3 separate regions of the Mus musculus genome follow, and regions 2 and 3 are each linked to region 1. A link is a contact called in public HiChIP or PLAC-seq and promoter capture Hi-C data. All regions are on one chromosome and are shown on one strand. The core of a region is the stretch at or near the end of the contact, and the rest is flanking DNA. Distances in the headings are between cores, read along the strand shown. Region 1 holds the start of Tmprss2 (transmembrane protease, serine 2). Region 2 holds the start of Bace2 (beta-site APP-cleaving enzyme 2). Region 3 holds the start of Prdm15 (PR domain containing 15).

The links. Promoter capture Hi-C pulls out the DNA fragments that hold promoters and counts their contacts. HiChIP or PLAC-seq counts read pairs in DNA pulled down with a chosen protein or histone mark.
Region 2: a contact with region 1 is called in a promoter capture Hi-C map of embryonic stem cells, with 2.1 times the contacts expected there. The contact joins the promoter of Bace2 here to the promoter of Tmprss2 in region 1. A contact is called at or near these places in 5 of 39 promoter capture datasets (the 3T3-L1 cell line, 3T3-L1-derived adipocytes and embryonic stem cells), 9 of 484 Hi-C or Micro-C datasets (B cells, the N1E-115 cell line, Sertoli cells and 6 more), 2 of 115 datasets of contacts at active chromatin or transcription factors (pancreatic cancer cells and stem cell-derived neural progenitor cells) and 4 of 9 other capture datasets (adipose tissue, embryonic stem cells, liver and 1 more).
Region 3: an H3K4me3 HiChIP or PLAC-seq map of the SCID.adh cell line shows a contact between it and region 1, with 2.6 times the contacts expected there. The contact joins the promoter of Prdm15 here to the promoter of Tmprss2 in region 1. A contact is called at or near these places in 4 of 115 datasets of contacts at active chromatin or transcription factors (the SCID.adh cell line, embryonic stem cells, extraembryonic endoderm stem cells and 1 more).

What each region holds. Positions count from the first base shown.
Region 1 is chr16:97,608,948-97,612,930 of GRCm38.p6, reverse strand. It overlaps Tmprss2 (transmembrane protease, serine 2), which reads left to right and starts at 1,736. Exons shown (of 14, transcript NM_015775.2): 1 at 1,736-1,912.
Region 2 is chr16:97,354,388-97,358,370 of GRCm38.p6, reverse strand. Bace2 (beta-site APP-cleaving enzyme 2) reads right to left here and starts at 1,643. Exons shown (of 9, transcript NM_019517.5): 1 at 1,270-1,643. The coding sequence starts at 1,569.
Region 3 is chr16:97,849,454-97,853,436 of GRCm38.p6, reverse strand. Prdm15 (PR domain containing 15) reads left to right here and starts at 2,210. Exons shown (of 24, transcript NM_144789.2): 1 at 2,210-2,386. The coding sequence starts at 2,318.

The DNA of each region.
Region 1 (3,983 bases), core at 487-2,986:
GAGGTTACCAGAAAAGGGGGTGAAAAAAAGATCAGGTTTACATCTGGGAAAGAAATAAGGCAACCTCACAAGTTCAGACCCTAATCATGATCCGTTGCTATTTTCACATTCTTATTTGAAACACCTTCCTATCAAAAAACCATCAGCTACACAGGCATATCCACAGATGACTGTCAAGTGTGTGGCATTCTTGACTGGCTGGAGAGAGATTTCAATCCACTGTACCCCAAAGGAAGGGGCTTCTTTGCCTTCTATTGTCTCTTTATCCTGCCTCAAGTTCACCAGGTCTAGGGCTGATCTCTTCCAGATATAACTTTACAAACATGCATGTTAAGCACCTTTCCAGACAGGACCGATGAAGAGTGGGAGGGGAAAAGAGTCTCGGGGAAGACAGGAAAGGCTCGCAGGGTGAGCAGCCATGGTGCGCTAGCACATTCCTAATGTTCTTCTTCTGCCTCTATTTTGAGTTAAAACAACTTGTGTTGACTTGTGTGTCGTGTGGATGCAACGAGAGTTTTAGGGCAACAATACTTCATAAGTGCCTGTTACTAAAGTGGGAAAATGCTCTTGAATCATGGGTAATCTATTCTTTTAAAATGACACAACAGCTCTCCAGAAGAAAGATCATTTTAATTCATGTGGGCATGGAGAGAGGCCCTGCAAAACTCCATAAAATTCTCCACTTCGAATGCCCTTCTTGCTCTGAACACCTTTGACCCCAGCACGTGGGAGGCAGAGGTAGGCCAGTCTGGTCTACAGAGTAGATTCCAGGACAGCCAGGGCTACACAGTAAAACCTTGTCTCAAAATAGAAAAACTGATCCGAGACTGTGAAATTGTCCAAGGACCTAGGCTTATCACTCCACCAGATGATAAAGAGAAAAAGTGATTTACTTCTTCGGTAGATTGTGAAGGTAAACTATGGGGGTCCATGGGAGCAAACGGGGAGGGGCTAGAGGGGAAAACCTGGGGAGATAAATAAAAGTTCCTATCAAGCAGCATATTCCCGGTGCAGACACCTTTACAAAGAGGACTTTTTTTACTTTTTCTTTTTTTCTTCTAGTTTTGTTATTCTGTTTTTGTAGTTGCAGCTGCCCCAGACAACAGGCGCAGCTTTAATAGAAAAATCATCAGCTCGGTGCTCGCTGGCAGAGAGAGCGCTGCTTGGGACGACTACTCTGGTCTCTTAGAGCCTTATTTAGGCCGGATGTCTCCGGAGTCTGTCAAGTAGCAGAAGACCAGGTCTGCTGTAGACTGCAGTTTCTTTGTCCTCTGACTTCTGCCCGATCCTCTGTACAAGTAACACCTCAGTCTTTGGGAGCTGGAGGCTGGGAATGGGGACTTCTGACCCAAGGGATTTTCTTCAATAGGAAAGCCTGTGCTCACAGGGGAGGGCCCAGGAGCTGAAACACCTACGCTTAAAAGATGTGCCCTGTTGGTGTCCACAGCTCAGACAGAGCCTGTCGGAGTTGGGAATGTAGCCACTCCCAGACTTTCAAGGGACCAGGTTAGCGCTCCCTTGGGGCTTCCTACTTCTTTAATAGTGCAGTCCAAAGACCCGTCGCAGCAGGACCCTGGAGTTCCCATGGGTCTGGGCCTCAAGGGTCCGCTGGTCCGGAGGCGGGTCGCTGCTAGGGGAATGCCTAGAGTCCAGTTTGATCTCTCGGTGCTAGGGGAGGAGCGCTCCCTGGGCTTCCCTCGGGGAAACTCCTCCTCCTCCTCCTCCCTCCTGGACAGCCTTTCCTGGCCGTTCCCTCCTTCTGGCCGAGGTGCCTGCGTTTAGGGGTGTCACCCTGGCTCCCGGGACGCCGCCTCCGGAGATTTAAGCGAGAACTGGAGTAGGTCGTGTACTTGGAGCGGACGAGGAAGCCAAGAGCTCGGACAGAGGCGGAGAGGGGCGGGAAGCGCAACAGGTGAGTAGCGCGCCTGACAAGCTCCGGTCCCGGCACAGAAAAGGAAATGGGGTGACCTGGGTCCGTCCGGCGGTGCCGGGCCTGGGCGTCTAGGGTACAAGTGAGTTAGGAGAGGCCAAGGCACTACAGGTGCGACCGTCTGACTGATTCGCCCGAGTGTACGTCCTGGGGACTGGGAAGGGGTCCCGACGACCCCGATTCCGTGACGCGCGGCAGAGATCCCAGATCAACTCTATAGATTCGAGCGGCTTGGCTTGTGGTCTTGCGGATCCCTGACTAATAGCTTGGAGAAGAGAGTTCCTGGGGGCCGGGGTCCTTCAGTGGAGCAAGCCCTTGGCTCGCGTCACGTGCTGATATCCTTTCCTAGAGCGCAGAGCTAGAGGTTTGTCCGCAGTTCTCTTTGTTTCGGGAAAATCTCGGCAGTCGGGCTGGTTACCTGAACTCCTTCCGCTCCTTGGTCTCTACAGAGGTGGAGAGAAACTGAAAACTGGCTAAGATGCCAAGGGCCGATACAGGCGGCGCTGCTGGGCCCTGGGGACCTTGGCAAGACGGGAATTGTCCGTCACCTGTGGGAAGGGAGTGCTCAGCCATCGCGTGCGGTGACCCGAGGCGACGGTGCGGGCCCGCCTTGGCTTTGAGAATTCACTGGAATGGGCCTTGGAGGAGCTGGTCCTGGGGCAGCAGGCCGGGCTGCCAAGGGCGAGCTGTCTACTGGGAAAAAGGGTGACCACCTGGGCATTTAATTGGGACTTGGGGCAGTGGCAGGGTGACCCAACGTACTAGGCTGGCAGAGGACGCGGTGTGCGAGTCCAGTTGAAGAGATTAACTGTCCCATGGTCTGAAAGTTTTGTGTGTCCATGCCCCAGAGGATGTGGGTGGCTTGTGGCTGGGCTTTTGGTTGCTAGGAGCCCAGGTACCTTCACAATGGCCCCTAATTCAGTTCAGAGCATGCAAAGGACTCTAGTAGCTTATTTAAGGGAGAAGAACACCTTAAATGTACTAAGAAAGCAGGGATCCCCACAAGGTTGGGCTTGCAGACCTTTTATGCAAATGCTTACCTTAGTCCTGGGGCTAAGATAAGCCATCTAGAATTGGCTCCTTCAACACTCAGTGGGCAAGAGCCAGGCATTGTGGAAAGTTCCAAAGGGCAGGCCACTTGCAAGGTGTAAAATCCAAAGTGAGGTGGGGGTTGTTTACCTGGTTTGGGAGGAGGGGAGAGATTCTCCTGCTGGTGAGGGTAAGGACAGCTTCCTTCCTGGTAGGAAGGCTAGGGGTAGGGGCTGGGCAGTTTCATGAGGACACAGGGACCGAAAGATCCCAGGCTACTAAGCTACTGCAGCGGTAGGTGGTGAAGGACCTCCAGGCAGGCAAGGTGGCCCACTCCCCACCTTTACCTGCCTCTACTGAAGAGGTGCTTAGGATCTTTCTCAAGTGACCTGACTAGTCATATGATGTTAGAATGAAAACTCAAAAGCCACAGGTGTGGTGAGATTTATCTTTAATTCCAGAACTTGGGAGGCAGAGGCAGACACATCTGGCACTCTGTGAGTTCAAGGCCGTCCAGGCTACCCAGTGAGACCCTGTATAAAGAGAGAAGGAAGAAAGAGGAATGAAACTGAAGAGTGTCATCACAGCATGAGACTAATTGAAAGAATTGAGAGGTGTTCTTGTGGATTGGACTCACATCTCAGATCTTTTTAGGCATCTGTGGCCAATGCTTTCAGCTCGTACCCAGGTTTGGTCTTACACACATGCACATGTGCACACACACACACGCACACGCACACGTGCACATGTGCACACGTACATGCACACCTTTAGGGTCAGTTTTCTTGGAGTCCAGTGCAGAGAGCCTTGCCTGTGGCAGTATAGTCATTGGAGGAGGAAGTTTGACCATACTGTAGAATAGCTACACACTTCATTTCTTCTAGCTGGACAACATAGTGAGTTCTTCATAACCTATTTGCCTCAGCTACAGGGAGGCTGATGCAAAGGCTAGGTAGTATTAGGGCCCAAGAATCGCTGAAGGAAGACCCCAGACTCAAATAGTATGCAAAGGCAAAGAGTGTTT
Region 2 (3,983 bases), core at 394-2,893, 250 kb after region 1:
AAGAGGCAGGTCCCTCCTGTTCTATGCAGTCCTGCCAACGGCAGTTCACAGGATTCCCTCTGCCCTGAGATCATGCTCACATGGTGGTCAGACTGCTCAGGGGACCCTAAGCCTCCTCAGCTGACACTGCCACCCACCCCACCCCCCTTCAGTCTGCCCTGCAGCCACTTCTGGACTGCGCACACAAGGACCCTGTACAGCAACCACAACTAACGTTTTGAGTAAAACACTCTTGAAGGTCTAAACAACCACAGAAGTTACTCTGCAGTTTCTCTTTTTAAAAATTAGCATGGCTCATCCTCTTAAAGTCTTGAATAATTTAATTAGAATTATACAAAAGTCATGAGCATGTTCTATTTATGGGTAATCACATCAGCATGACAACCCCCAACGACGATGTTAAAAATAAAGTGTCTTCATACGGTGCGTTCAACTTATGAGACAACTTGAATTCGAATTGGAGAGGGTCGGATCACTTCTGTGAGGCTTTTGTTTCCCTTGCCAGATTCCGTGCTTGGGAGCCGGTGTTCCCTGTCACTCGAAGTGTTAAATGAACATCGGCACAAGGCGGGGAAGAAAGCTGTTTGGACTGCGTTTGTTTTATCTTTGACTCGCTACGCGCTTGGTGTTCCCCAGCAGCTAATGGCATTCACATTCTCCAACCCCCGCAGGATGCATGCCTTGGCGGGTGCACGGCTCCCAGAGGCTGGGCAGCCGGACAGCTATGAGGAAGCCAGCAAACAAACTCCGAGGAAGGAAGACGGCTGGCTCTGCCCTGCAAAGAGACACTTTGGAACCGGGTGTCTTTTAGCTGAGCTCATGGAGAAATCTCTTTTAAAGGGTACTGCGCCTTGGATGCTGTCCAAGAGTCTTTTTAGCAATGAGACAGCATAGAGATGGTATCAACTCCAGTGATTTCCCTGCACCTAACAGCACCTTTTTCCAAGACCCCACCCACCACCCACTCAGTAGGTACCGCTCTTGCTGGAAGGAGGCGTCGCTCCTGGGCCCGAAGCATGTTACAGGTTCCTTCAGCTGTCAAGCTCCACGGGGTGGGGGAGGGCCACCAAGTTCTGAAACATTTGCTCACACCCCCTGAGCTGTGCTCCGGCAGAGGCTGCGCTCCCTGGTGCGTCCCTAGCGCGCGCCTCCACTCCTCACCCAACCCATGCATCTCCCTGACCCTTCTTCCCAGTGAAAGCTACTGCCTTAGGGACGGCATTAAATCGCGTGGAGTCAATTCACAGAAACTACCGCCCCCAACCCTACCTTCTGCGGAGGGGTCCCGATCAGCATCTCTAGGTAGTAGCCGCGGCCAGAGTCCCCCTGAAGGTTGTCCACCATAGCCAAGAAGTTGGCAGTAGCCCTGACAGGCTCCAGTGCGAGGGCCAGACCATCGGCCCGGGGCAACTCGGGGGTCCCGAGTCCGGGAACAGCCGAGGCTCTGTGGTTCGTGGCCCGGGCCACTTGGAGGGGCAGCGTGAAGGGCGCGGGGGCCAGCGCGGGGACCGCACTCAAGAGCCACTGCGCCAGCACCGGGAGCAAGAGTGCTCGAAGCAGCGCGCCCATCCCCGCAGCGGGGGCTCGGCGAGTCTGCGAGCGCGGTTCTGCGGTCCTTAGCCGGCCGGGGCGGGGCGGACAGGGAGGAGGCTGGAGAAGGCGGTGCAGAGTTGAACAAGTTCTCAGTCGCTGCCCCCTCTGGCGGCCGCCTCCCCGCAGGCCCTGCCCCTCCTCCGTGGCCAAGGTCAAGGATGGGCGCGGGTCGCGCCTCTTCCCCGGGAAACTGGAGTGCAAAATTTCCCCGGAACGTGCCCGGGAGGCCACGGCTAACGGATATGACGAGGCTCAGCTTAGAGCTGCTGGAAAGTTTCGGGAACCCTTAAAGGGGCAGCTAAAGCGCAAACTGGCTTTCTGGTCCTGCGCTCAAGGAACCCCCGGGGGTCCACTGTCCCTGCAGAGGCAGAAGTGCCCTTAGGACTTAAGGCTCAGAGCGCGGGGCAGGCAACTGTGAAAGAGTGCACCTCTCCGCTTGCCAAGCGCACTCCAACAGGGTCTGGCTGCCTCTCGGAGCTTCTCCCACGCGTGGTTCTCCCCTTCCAGCTCCTTAGGAGTTAGCTGGTTCTCTGAGAAAGGATTTGAAGTATGAATGGAGGCTGGGGGCGCTGAGAGCCCCAGGGATAGGGGAAGCAGGTGAGCAGATTTTGAATTTCTGAGAAGGGATCTGGGTTATTGCTCCTTCCTGCTTACCCTCCCCTGAACCCAAAACCACAGCTTGAGGAGGTAGATTTGGGCCTGGTCTTCCTGGCTTTCCTCTTGTCCTTAATGCAGATCCAATTCCGCTAGGAGCTGAGCTCAATCTCCCAGGGATTCAGTCAGTCCACCAAGATAGTGAATTACTATCAGGGTCCCAAATGAGGCTGCCATCCAGCCTTCCCCCTCTTTCATCCTCCCACCAGCTCTCCGCAGATTATCTAATTAATACTTGTTTAGCCAGACACCGAAGCCGCAGAAATGCATTCAGAGGGCTATTTTATTTCAGGTACTGAACGCAGGGGGGACAATTACAGCAGCTAAACTCATCGATTTTTTGCTGAATCAAGGAATAGGAGAAATCTTTGTGTCTCCTCCAGCTGAATTATGTTGGCTTTTTTTTTTTTTAAAAAAAACAAACAAGACCATCTTCAAACAATGGAAAGTAGAAATCAAGCGTCCCTAATCCTTAACCGGAACTTCCAGATACAAGTGTCCATGCTTGTTCCCTCCTTTCCAATGTCAGAATCCTTTCTTGCTCTACCAGGGACCTTTCTGTCCCAGATCTTCAGCTGTTCTACTTTCTAAATGGTTTTGGTTACAGGTTGCACTTTTCCCCCCTCTTAACTCTATCCAAGCTTCAAGGAATCCCCAGTCACACGAAGGCAGGCCTGATTGAATTCCAGGATAGAACCTAAATTGTTATTGCCCATAAATCTGCATAGTTATCGCGAGCTCTTACATTCATATATTCACATTTAAATTCAAGATTGTAAGGAAAGGACAATTTAAAAAGAGGTAGTTATTTACAAACCCTGGTGTTCAGTCTTGAGGGGTTGGGGACCACCCAGACAGCTCTCAGAATGACAGCATCCTTTTGGAAGCACATGGAATTTATCGAGGACATCAACTCAGGTGCTACAGGATGTATAAGGTATAAGGTCAATATTAAAGACATTTGTGCTCTCTAAGGTTAAAAAATAAACACAGGGGAAATCTGTAAAACTCGGATCTAGTTAGTGTTTTTATTTGAAAATCTCTATTTCATGTAGCATGGCTATTCCAAGCTTTCCCTGGCAAAAGGGAGGTGTATAAACAACTGCATAGAGACAGGATCAAGAGCACATGCCGTTTTAATGAGTGGTAGGGCCATCTTGTCAATAAAGTACTGGTCGGGCCCTGAAGTGGTAGCACCAGATTCCTTGTCTTCACTCTGTGTGGCCTTAGCATTCTCCTGCCTCATTGCATTCACAACACTTCCTGACATGGGGTGCCTCAGTGGCACCCCCTGGAGATAGCTGGCTCTGCTCACTGGAGCTCTTCTCACACCATGACTTCTCCAACTTCTGATTCCAGGACCCAGCTACACTCTTACAAGTGACTGAGGGCCTCAGTATGTTGATCTGTATTTAACAAACTATGACTCCAAAATGAGAAACATTAACAATTAAAATAAAAACACACCTGGGTCCAATTAGTAAAGTGCTGACTGTGCAAACATGAAAACCTGAGTTTAATCCCAAGCACCCATTTATAAACCCAGGCATGACAGCGCTTCCCTGTAATCCCAGCAACCTGGAGGGCAGAGAGAGGCAATCCCTGGGGCTCACTAGCCAGCTATTCTCATCTAATTGTCAAGTTCTAGGTTCCAGTGAAAGATCTATCTCAAATAATAAAAAGAAAAGTGGACAGCTCCTCTGGTGGTTTGAATGAGTCTGGACCCCATAGGCTCA
Region 3 (3,983 bases), core at 961-3,460, 240 kb before region 1:
AGCAAATAAGACTTACAAGATCTGGGCTTAGCTTTGCTGGAATGCAGGTATTTAACAGGTATCCCACACTCCTGGTATCTCTAACTTCCCATCTCTTTCCCTAATTTTTCAGTTTTTGCTCTGCCAGCTTCAAACATCAATCGTCCTTTCCGTGGCTCCCCACAATTATTTTGACCTTGTAACATATTGTTTGGCCTCCAAGATCTTCCTCTGAAATCTGAATAACCCCATAACTTTTGTATTTTGCATATATGCAAAACCAGTATCATGTGGATTCCACCAAAGTCTCTCGCCAGCTCAGGCCGGGTGGTGGTGGCGCACACCTTTAATTCCAGAGGTGGCAGAGGCAGGCAGATTTCCGGTCTACAGAGTGAGTTCCAGGACAGCCAGAGCTACACAGAGAAACCCTGTCTTGAAAAACCAAACAAAACCAAAACCAAACCAAAAAAAGTAGCTGGTTTCTTGGGTCACCACTACCATGGGCTGAGTGCCTAAGCAGCTAAATATGGTGAAAACAACCTTGAGGTCACCAGTTCCTATGGGGGTCCTGTAGGAGCAGGGAGCCCTGACATTGAGAGCTCCCTTTTCAAGGGAAAGTCTTTCAAGTAAGTCTGCTTTCATATCCTGTTCCAAGGCAAAGCGCGAAGCTTAGTAGATGATAATCCATTCAGCCTACATGTCTTCCTTGGTCTCAGATTTACACTGGTTTTTCTTGTAAACAGCCTGATTTTATTTATACTTAGTCCTGTTTCATATGTAGAAGATGAAAGAAGTGGCCTTCTGAGCACTTAGAATGAGCAATACCAATGAAAGTGGTATAGGGGATGATGTGTGTGTACCTGTTTTAAAGAATGAGCAATACCAATGAAAGTGGTATAGGGGATGATGGGGTGTGTACCTGTTTTAAAGGTGTGTCGTCCCCCCCCCCTCCCCCGAGGACAGGGTTTCTCTGTATAGCACTGGCTGTCCTGGAACTCACTTTGTAGACCAGACTGGCCTCGAACTCAGAAATCCACCTGCCTCTGCCTCCCAAGTGCTGGTGTTAAAGGCGTGTGCCACCACCGCCCGGGCTTAAAGGTGTCTTGAAGGGCAAAGATGTCCTTGTCTGCTCAGTTCACTACACTGCCTGCCTCATTCACACACACACAGCTCTAACCTTAACTCCTCGGTTCACATACCATCTGGCCACCTCTCATGGATCACACAGCCTCTCTCCCCAGCTTTTTTGTTCACTCAGTCCCTTACCCTGAATCCTCACAGCCCGCTTCACCAGGCCTCCATATAGTCTCTCTCCTGTTCCCCATCCACATTGACAGTTACCCGCTCCCCATTCAGGAAGGCAACCATCCTCCATATCTGCAACCACGCATCTCTGCCCATGGGTTCCTCAATCACGCAGCCGTTTCCTGGGCTCTCTGGCTACAAAGCCCCAGCCAGTTCCCACAACACGCAGTTCTTTATCCCTGACTCCCTGTTAACACAGCCCGAAGTTCCCAGCTCCAGGTGCAAACACCCGGAGCCCTGGGCCCGCCCGTCGGCCTGCGCTGCGCACTACAACTCCCACGATGCCGCGCCACCGCCCCCCCGGCTTCCGGTGCTGCGCAGTTTCCGGAGCGGATCGCAACCCGGAGTCCGGATCCGACCCCGCTCTGCACATTCCACAGGCAGGTAAAGCCCCGGGCCCATGCTCGCCGCTGCCCCACCGCGCGCCCCTTGCTGCGGCCCGCGGCCCGCGCCTGGCCCGGGCTCGGCCTCCAGCCGCGCCCCCCACGCCCGCCCCGGTCCGGCCGCCGCGCCGCCTGTTCTTTGTTACAGTCGGGGCCGCGGGCGCCGTGGGCGATCGGAGTCAAAACCCGGCTGGAATCCGGAGCCGCTCCGGGATCGCCCTGCGCCCGCCGGGTTCCGCTGCCGCGGGCTTGGCCTCTGCCCTAAGTGCCCAGCCTGGGTTCCGAGCGCCCGGCCCCTGCCAACTGCCCTCCGCGCGCTCGGCCCACGCCAACCGGCGCCCGACCGCCCACTCGCGGGCTCGGCGCCCCCCGCCCCGGCGCGGGCTCAGGCGCTGCGCCCCTAGTGCGCCCAGGCCCAGCGGCCACCGCCAGGCCCTGCGTGGCTGCGGGCTCAAGTCTCTACAGTCCCTTCCCGGCTACCCGGCCGCCTTACCCGGTTTTCGGGCACAGCCCAGGGAGGGGCCTTCGTCTCCAGCCCCTTTGGCGTTTAAGAAAGTCCGAGGCTGTGCCGTGGCTCCCAGGCCCTGGCGCCTCACTCGTCTCTACCTTTTGGTGGCCCAGGGACCACAGTGGCAAGACAGGCTGGAGACATGTGCCCACCTACTATCTGGGAAAAGGGTGGACAGGTGGGGGCCAGGTGGAGCCTGCGTGCTCCTGAGGTGAGTTTTGAGAGGGCAGAGGTAGGACGAGAGAGGCAGTGGTGGGCGAGGGCGCGCTTATTCCCCCCCCCCCCAACACTTCATGGAATGGTGGAGGGCCTCTTCACACATGCTCATAAGCGTACCCCTCCTCCGAGGTGGTTTAAAATGGTAGAAGCTAGAATGTGAGCTGGAGACACGTGGACCTGTGCCTGAATTTAAAGCTGCCAACGCTTCTTTTAAAAAAACATATGCTAGAGCCCGTCAGAATCCTCCCATGGAGGTGCTTGTGCAGGCCACCGCTTGAGGTCCTGAAGGCAATTTTAAAAGTAAAACCTGAATTCTCCGACTTTGGGAAACCTCAGGGGTGGCAGAGACAGTACTCCCTGGAAAGTGCAGAGTAGTTGCTGAGACTTGATCGCCTATACACCCCACCCCAACCATATTTTGCTTCAAACCTACCGGCTTTCCATGTCTTACCTACTGCAGCTTCCTCCTCAGACTTGCCCTGAAATTACTGCTTTACTCTGAAATAAAACCTTTAGATCGGATTATTAAAGGGAAAAAGCACTAAGTTTTCTCCTGATGAGGTTTGTTTTTCCGTCTTTGATTCATGCTTTTCCACAAATGTCAGCAAAGAATATACTAGTTCTCTTTGGGGAACAGACAAGGTAGTTTGTTTTTCCAGAAGACAAATGGGTAGATTAAAACACCAACCACAGCTAGGTTGATGGCAAATGCTTATAATCCCAGTACTCTGGAGACTGAGCCAGAAGTCTATGTTCATGGAAGCCTGGACCATACAAAGCCAGCTACAATTACAAGGCTGTCTTAGAGAGATTACCTTTGAGAAGGACCACTGTTGCCATGGGGTGTCCTGTCATTTTTTTCCTGAAAGGTTATCTGTGCAGAAGGTAGGGAAGACATTGCTGCATTTTTCAGGTATAATAGAGCATAAAACTGGTCACCAACAGTGGCATAAAGGCTGGCCAGACTCAGATTCTCATTTGTAACATATGTCTGACACCTGTTCAGGATAACTTTCCCAGATTGTTCTACCAGGCCATTTCTGTGGTAAACGTTTGTGGACACCTTTCATACACCCAAGGGACAAAAGAAGAGGTGCAAGAGGCAGTGTAGACTATAAGTAACGGTGGTTACACAAGAGTGACAAGGACATGAAGGAAGAAGGTTGCTGGGTGTGCAGGGGTTGTTGGCACACTCTGCACTGACCTGAGCCATCTATCTAGGAAGGGTAGTTTAGTAGGAGACAGGTGCTGTGAGGAAATCTAGCCTCTAGTGGAAATCTAGTGGAAAGCAGAGTGGGCTAGTGCACAGAGGGCTGGGTGGGAACATAGTTGGGATCCCAGGCTGGGAAAGGCCAGTGAATCAGGGTGGAGAGCTTTGAACAGGACTGGCACAGGAACTGTGTCCTTAGAGTTGAGTCTGTGGGTGCTTTGGGGAGCCAGAGCACACACAAATACAGGCCAGTAGACTCCACTCAAAATAGAAGGAAACACCGAGATGATCCAGCACACGGCTGCTATCCTAGAGGCACCAGCTGGCCCACTGTCCAGGCATCCTTTGAGAGTCTGTGGGCATGAATGGGACCTGAGAG